Regions from separate parts of the Mus musculus genome. Here region 2 is linked to region 1. The links are chromatin contacts, called in public Hi-C maps. All regions are on one chromosome and are shown on one strand. The core of a region is the stretch at or near the end of the contact, and the rest is flanking DNA. Distances in the headings are between cores, read along the strand shown. Region 1 holds the start of Arhgap24 (Rho GTPase activating protein 24). Region 2 overlaps Arhgap24 (Rho GTPase activating protein 24).

The links. Hi-C and Micro-C count contacts between places; a contact is called where the count stands out from the background.
Region 2: a Hi-C map of peritoneal macrophages shows a contact between it and region 1, with 3 times the contacts expected there. The contact joins the enhancer-like site here to the promoter of Arhgap24 in region 1. A contact is called at or near these places in 3 of 39 promoter capture datasets (cranial neural crest, liver and maxillary cranial neural crest) and 3 of 484 Hi-C or Micro-C datasets (myeloid progenitors, nephron progenitors and peritoneal macrophages).

The regions. Positions count from the first base shown.
Region 1 is chr5:102,479,976-102,482,675 of GRCm38.p6, forward strand. It overlaps Arhgap24 (Rho GTPase activating protein 24), which reads left to right and starts at 1,416. Exons shown (of 10, transcript NM_029270.2): 1 at 1,416-1,887.
Region 2 is chr5:102,638,664-102,641,363 of GRCm38.p6, forward strand. The region is part of intron 2 of Arhgap24 (Rho GTPase activating protein 24); the gene reads left to right. Among named protein-coding and RNA genes, the nearest start is that of Gm30396, 8.7 kb to the left of the region's middle. Within about 2 kb of position 1,343, at least 11 of the 459 cell types and tissues checked have an H3K27ac peak or open chromatin away from gene starts, as enhancers often do.

The sequences.
Region 1 (2,700 bases), core at 166-2,665:
TGGCTGTAGAAGGGTCTGTGGTCCTTCTTAGCAGATGGAACTCTTCCTTTACCTCATCTGCCGTCTCCATGACAACCCTCCCCTTTCTCTTTCTGTGTTCTCTCTAGCCTAAGAACCCCATACATCACACTGGCTGGTGAGATGGTGTCAAGTGGAAACGATGGAGACAGAGGTGTGAAGGCCAAAGGCCTTGGACACAAGGATGGGATGTATCTTAATCTCTCAGCCTGGGATCTGCCGGGCAGCCTCCCTGAGTTTAATTTGTGTCACCTTGGGTCTGAATTGCTGTGGTAACATTTGTTATAACCAGAAAGTAGGCTCCCAACCTAATAGCAGTCTTGCCTTTTTGAAATGTCACAGTCTTGAATCATACCTACTGACACTTGTCTTCCAGGGGCTCTCAGGGCATGGAATGTGTGCAGATTTCATTTTGGTTAATCTCATTGTTTTGCAGTTCTCATTTAGAACTGCCCACAGGCTGTCACTTGACAGTGTTAACAGTCCGCCATTACAACATGCAAGGCCTTGTGAGCCGCTGAAGGTCATCTATCCCACCAATTAGAAACACAGGCCACATGGCTTCTGGCTAGGGGTTCTACACACATTTTAAAGGATCAGGCAAAAGAGCTTATTCCCCCCCCCCCCGAACTTAATTTCATTCATTAAAGGGCTGAGGTGTCTCCTGCCAGAAAAATCAATTTTCTAGTGGGACCTCGGCCTGGGATGGAGCAGACTCATCCCTACCCCCGCCCCGGAAACCTGACGGCAACAAAAGCAAAATACCTATTCGTGCCCATCCAGGCTTGTATGCTCGTCAGCCTGAGCATGTGCCTGGACATCCCAAAGGACAAAATCCAAAACACCAGGCTTTAGGAAACCTAAGAGTGCCAAACACCTAGAACAGTAAGCGCTCAGTGGGTGGGAGTGGGGAGGGCTGGGGGCTGGGGGCTGGGGGCTGGGGCAGTCTATATCAGGAATATATTTGCCACCTTGCTCTGAGAACTCTAAAAGCATGTCAAGACGGTTTATTACACTTAACATCTCTCGAAATGCCTGACTAGAGCACACTCATCTAAATACGTTTTTAGGAATAAAGCTTAAGCTGGAGAAATAAGATTTGGCAGAGATGGTGGCAGGGCGCGCATAACCAGTGTGTGAGGCTTGCTGAAGGAACACAAGAGTGGGGGCTTTGGGTTCCTTACATTCTCTCACCCATAGCCACAGATCTGTGAGCAGCATGCCCTCATGCTGCATTTGGGCTGAAATGAACGCAGCCAACTGCAGAGGGCCCAGGCAGTGGTGTCTGATGGGGCGCCCGCCCAGCATTGCTCTGGAGGTGAGGCTGGCGTGCAGGGCGGGGCTCCCGCCACCCCACCAGTGCTGCTTGGGTCCTCTGAAGCCGCCAGCTGCCAACTGAAACCCGAAACCCGGCTGCGTCTGCGGGCTGGCCCCACTCAGTTGTTCCAGCCTCTTGTACTGTATATTTACACATTCACACACAATCACTCTTTCTAACTTCTTGACTCTTTGCGCAACTGCTAGGATTTCTCAAGTGCATGTGGCAATTCAGCCCGGGTGAGAGAAAGCCGGTGGGACTCGGAAGGGAATCACGGGGCCGCGGGGCCGCCCAGGCTGCAGAGGGGACAGAACTAGAGCGAGACAGCGACTGCTGGGGGAGTCCCCCCCAACTTTCCATGCAGCTGTGGCTCTGGGGCTGCCCGGGCTTCCTCTGAGAGCAGCACGCAGGCCTGGCGAATGGGGTTCTGCGCTCGCCCTGGGAAGTAAAGGGCACCCTGCCGACTGGAACTCATCTTTAGGCCAGTCCTAGGAGCCTGGACATCGGAGCAGCCGCCAGCCATCCCTTGTAGGTCCGGCATCCCTGGCAGGGTAGGTGATTTGATTGCTGCTGTGGAGCTGGGGCTTGGGGGGAGGGGGGGAGAAACCACCCGGAGGGTGGGTGGATAGCAGCTTCAGGCTATAGGGAGGTAACTGCTGTGAGCCAGGAGCAACGCTGGGACCATACTGGTTCAGTGTGTGTGTGTGTGTGTGTGTGTGTGTGTGTGTGTGCGCGTGCGCGCGCGCGCGAGAGCACTCGCTTGCGTGTAAAACACAACAAGCAGGCATCTTGTGTTTCTGACTTACAAAACAAATGCAACTGATACAGTCTCTACTCCCGCCGTCTACCTTCTCCTTTCATCTGCTGATGTTTTAGCTAGTTTCAGAGTTGCCTAGACAACTGGCGTGTGGAGGTAGATTTCAGTATATATTGTGTTACTATTGTACCGGAAAGTGGTAATCTTCGGTGGATTTTAAGACACACAGATGGGTTTAGACTTCTTGAAGGAGTAGTATTTTGAGGAGGTATCCACCTACTTTAAAAGAGAAGCAGGCAGTACATTCTTATTAAAGATAACTTTAGCAGTATTTCTTGTGAAAGTCCTCAAAGAGAGATTATTAGGCGGAATGCCTTTGAGATGCTAGGCTGTCTAATATGGGCTAGTGACCCAGCTCCTGGCTCCACTGTAATCTGTTCCAACTCATCTGAGTAAGTCTCTCCCTAGTGTGTTTGTTTTTGTCCCTTTACTCACCATATTACAGATTAGTCCCGTTTAGCTTCCAAAACATCACTGTTTCATCCCATTCTTCAAAAAGGAAATGAGAAAGTCAGGTGAGGTGCCTGAAATATACAAAGTGTAAAAG
Region 2 (2,700 bases), core at 93-2,592, 160 kb after region 1:
AAAGGACTAGAAATCTACTGCAAGATTGTGTCTCCTGGAAATGACAGGGACATTTCACCCGGATTCCTCATCAATATGGCTACCTAAATAAGATCCAGACAGTGACCATACCAGTAGATATGAGGCTAACTTGGAAGGAGAAAATCTCCCAAGGCCCCACCACTTGAAAAAGAACTGCAGGAAAAAAAGATCTTTGGACAGGGGAAAAATTAATCATCTCCAAAGATGAGCTCACTAGCTAGGTATCCAATCCAATTGTTATCTGAGAAATCATTCACATACAAGCAGGACTGAGTGAACTGGGCAGGTTGCATAGATTTACATGTGTGTGTGTGTGCCTGTGAGTGCGTGTGTGTGCGCGCGCCCGTGTGTGTGTGTGTGTGTGTGTGTGTGTGTGTGTGTGCTTATACAATAATTAAAAAGAGGCCAAGAATTTGAGAGGTTCCAAGGGGGAAGGAACATGACTGAGGTTGGAAGGAGGAGGAAATTATGTAATTATATTTCATTTTGTTTAAAATGGCACAAAAAAAGGAAAGGAAAGGAAAGGAAAGGAAAGGAAAGGAAAGGAAAGGAAAGGAAAGGAAAGGAAAGGAAAGAAAAGAAAAGAAAAGAAAAGAGAAAGAAAAAAAAATAAAGAAAGGAAGGAAGTCAAAAATTTTGGCTGTGTTTCCCGAAGGATGAAGCTGCCACCCAGAGGCAGACATAACCAGAGGGAAGGTAGGATTCTGAGGTGAGAGGCTGGTAAAGGACAGGCAGCTCAACTCCAGCCATGTCCAGTTGAATCAAGGCTGTCAGCAGACATGTAGGCAGAGGCGAACCACAGCTTAGGGATGGAAGTCCAAGCTGGAAGTGGGAATTTTTGTAGAGTTCCTCTATGTATCCCTGTTTGATGTGAAGTAGAACTAGTGTGTATGCTAATTTTTAATACACTACCATTGCTGGAAAGACCAAAGTTAATTCTCATTGCTTTTGGAGATACCCCCCCCCCCATGAGGATTTTCCCTTCTACAGCATTTCTTCCAATGGGCAAAATCCAAATAAAAGACTTCTTTAAATTATTCTAAGGTTTTGTGGTCTTGTGACGATATAATGTACACTATTTATTCCTTGAAGATCCCCCCCCAAAGAATGTATTAAGTGTATTTTGAATAGGAAGAAGTATTCCATTGTAATAATTAAGTCACTCACTTGGGGGGCTTTCTAATTAGCCTGTAAGTATAGTTAGAGGATTCTTGAAGGTAAGTTTCATAGGGAAATAATAGCCACAGACTGTAACCTCAGCCTTCATCAGGTCTTTTCTTCCTTCTTATGGCCACACCAGACCTAAATACTTCCTTTTTTTTACGACTACATTAGTCACCCGTTATAGTCCTTGTCTGATTGTTAGTGACAACCTCTCTTGATTGGATACCCTTATACGTTTCAAAAAGCTTCACTTTTTTTTCTTTTGCATGACTTCACCTTACTGTAAACTAAATATTATCAACAAAGCATGAATTTGAAACAAGCTGTTAGGAATGGAAAATCTTCACTCTTAGTTCAGAAATTCTCTGGTTGGACACTGATTACAATCTGCTGATTAGGACTGGGAATTACTTGGGTGGTCCCAACAGAGGCTCAAGAAACCAGTGAGCTCCCCATTAGTACAAACTAAAGGCTGAATGACAGCGAGGTCGGTAGACAGACATGTGTGTACTTTATGTATTCGTAGAGAATGGAGGCTTTGCCTGAATGGAAACACATGGCAAATGGATTTAATAAAATTCTCTGAATGCTGAGCGGCAAAAGCATCTGCAGTGTGGTCACATCTGAGAGGACAAAAAGCTAAAGTTTTGACTCAGTGTTTTAGCCTAAAGCAAACTGTCTAAGAAGTTCATTGCTCCTGGGGACATAATTCACTCACCCCTGATGAGATATTTATCTCAACTCAACTCCACTCAACATGGGACATACTCTTGGCTTTGTTTGATTTTTAATGCATATGGGCAGCGATAATAATGCATCTCTATGTAATATAACTCTTGTGGGGAGTATACAGAGAAAATAAAGTGGGGGGGGGGGGAACGGACTGAAACCAAGAAGTATGCTTTAGTTTTATAAAAGAGGCAGAAGAAAATGAGGAAGATAGACAGGTTTTTTTTTCTTAAATCGTAACTCTTCTTACGTCAATGAAAACAGATGTAAACAGATGAAGTTTCACAAAGTCAGAGAGGATCTCAACCTTCAATGGTCATTTCAAAGTCATTACCACAGGGACCACATGCCCCTGTCACTTATGTCTTATAACATTGATACCCTGTGAATGGAAGATAGTTTTAAATGCATAATAACACAATTCTTTCTGTATCAGTTTGTATTAGTATTTTCCAGATTTTCAATGGTTATAAGAGAAAGTACTCAATAAAATAGTCTTGTTTTAACTTAGTTTTTATTTTTTTAACCACAGATTGTCAAACTTTCCTGAAAATGTCTTTGTTTCTTAGGAATTTTGATGCTACTGCAACGGAGGTTGTTTGCACCAGGTATGACTGAACCAGGAACACTAGATGCATTTTTAATATGTGACCTCAGTTGCACTAAGCTTAGAACATTTCACCTCAGCTTTCTTTACTGGGAAAATGGTGATAGTTGCTGACTTTGATGTGACTTGGGTTTCATATAATATGTTGTTTTTCTGGTTTCTACAATCTCCTGCCTAGT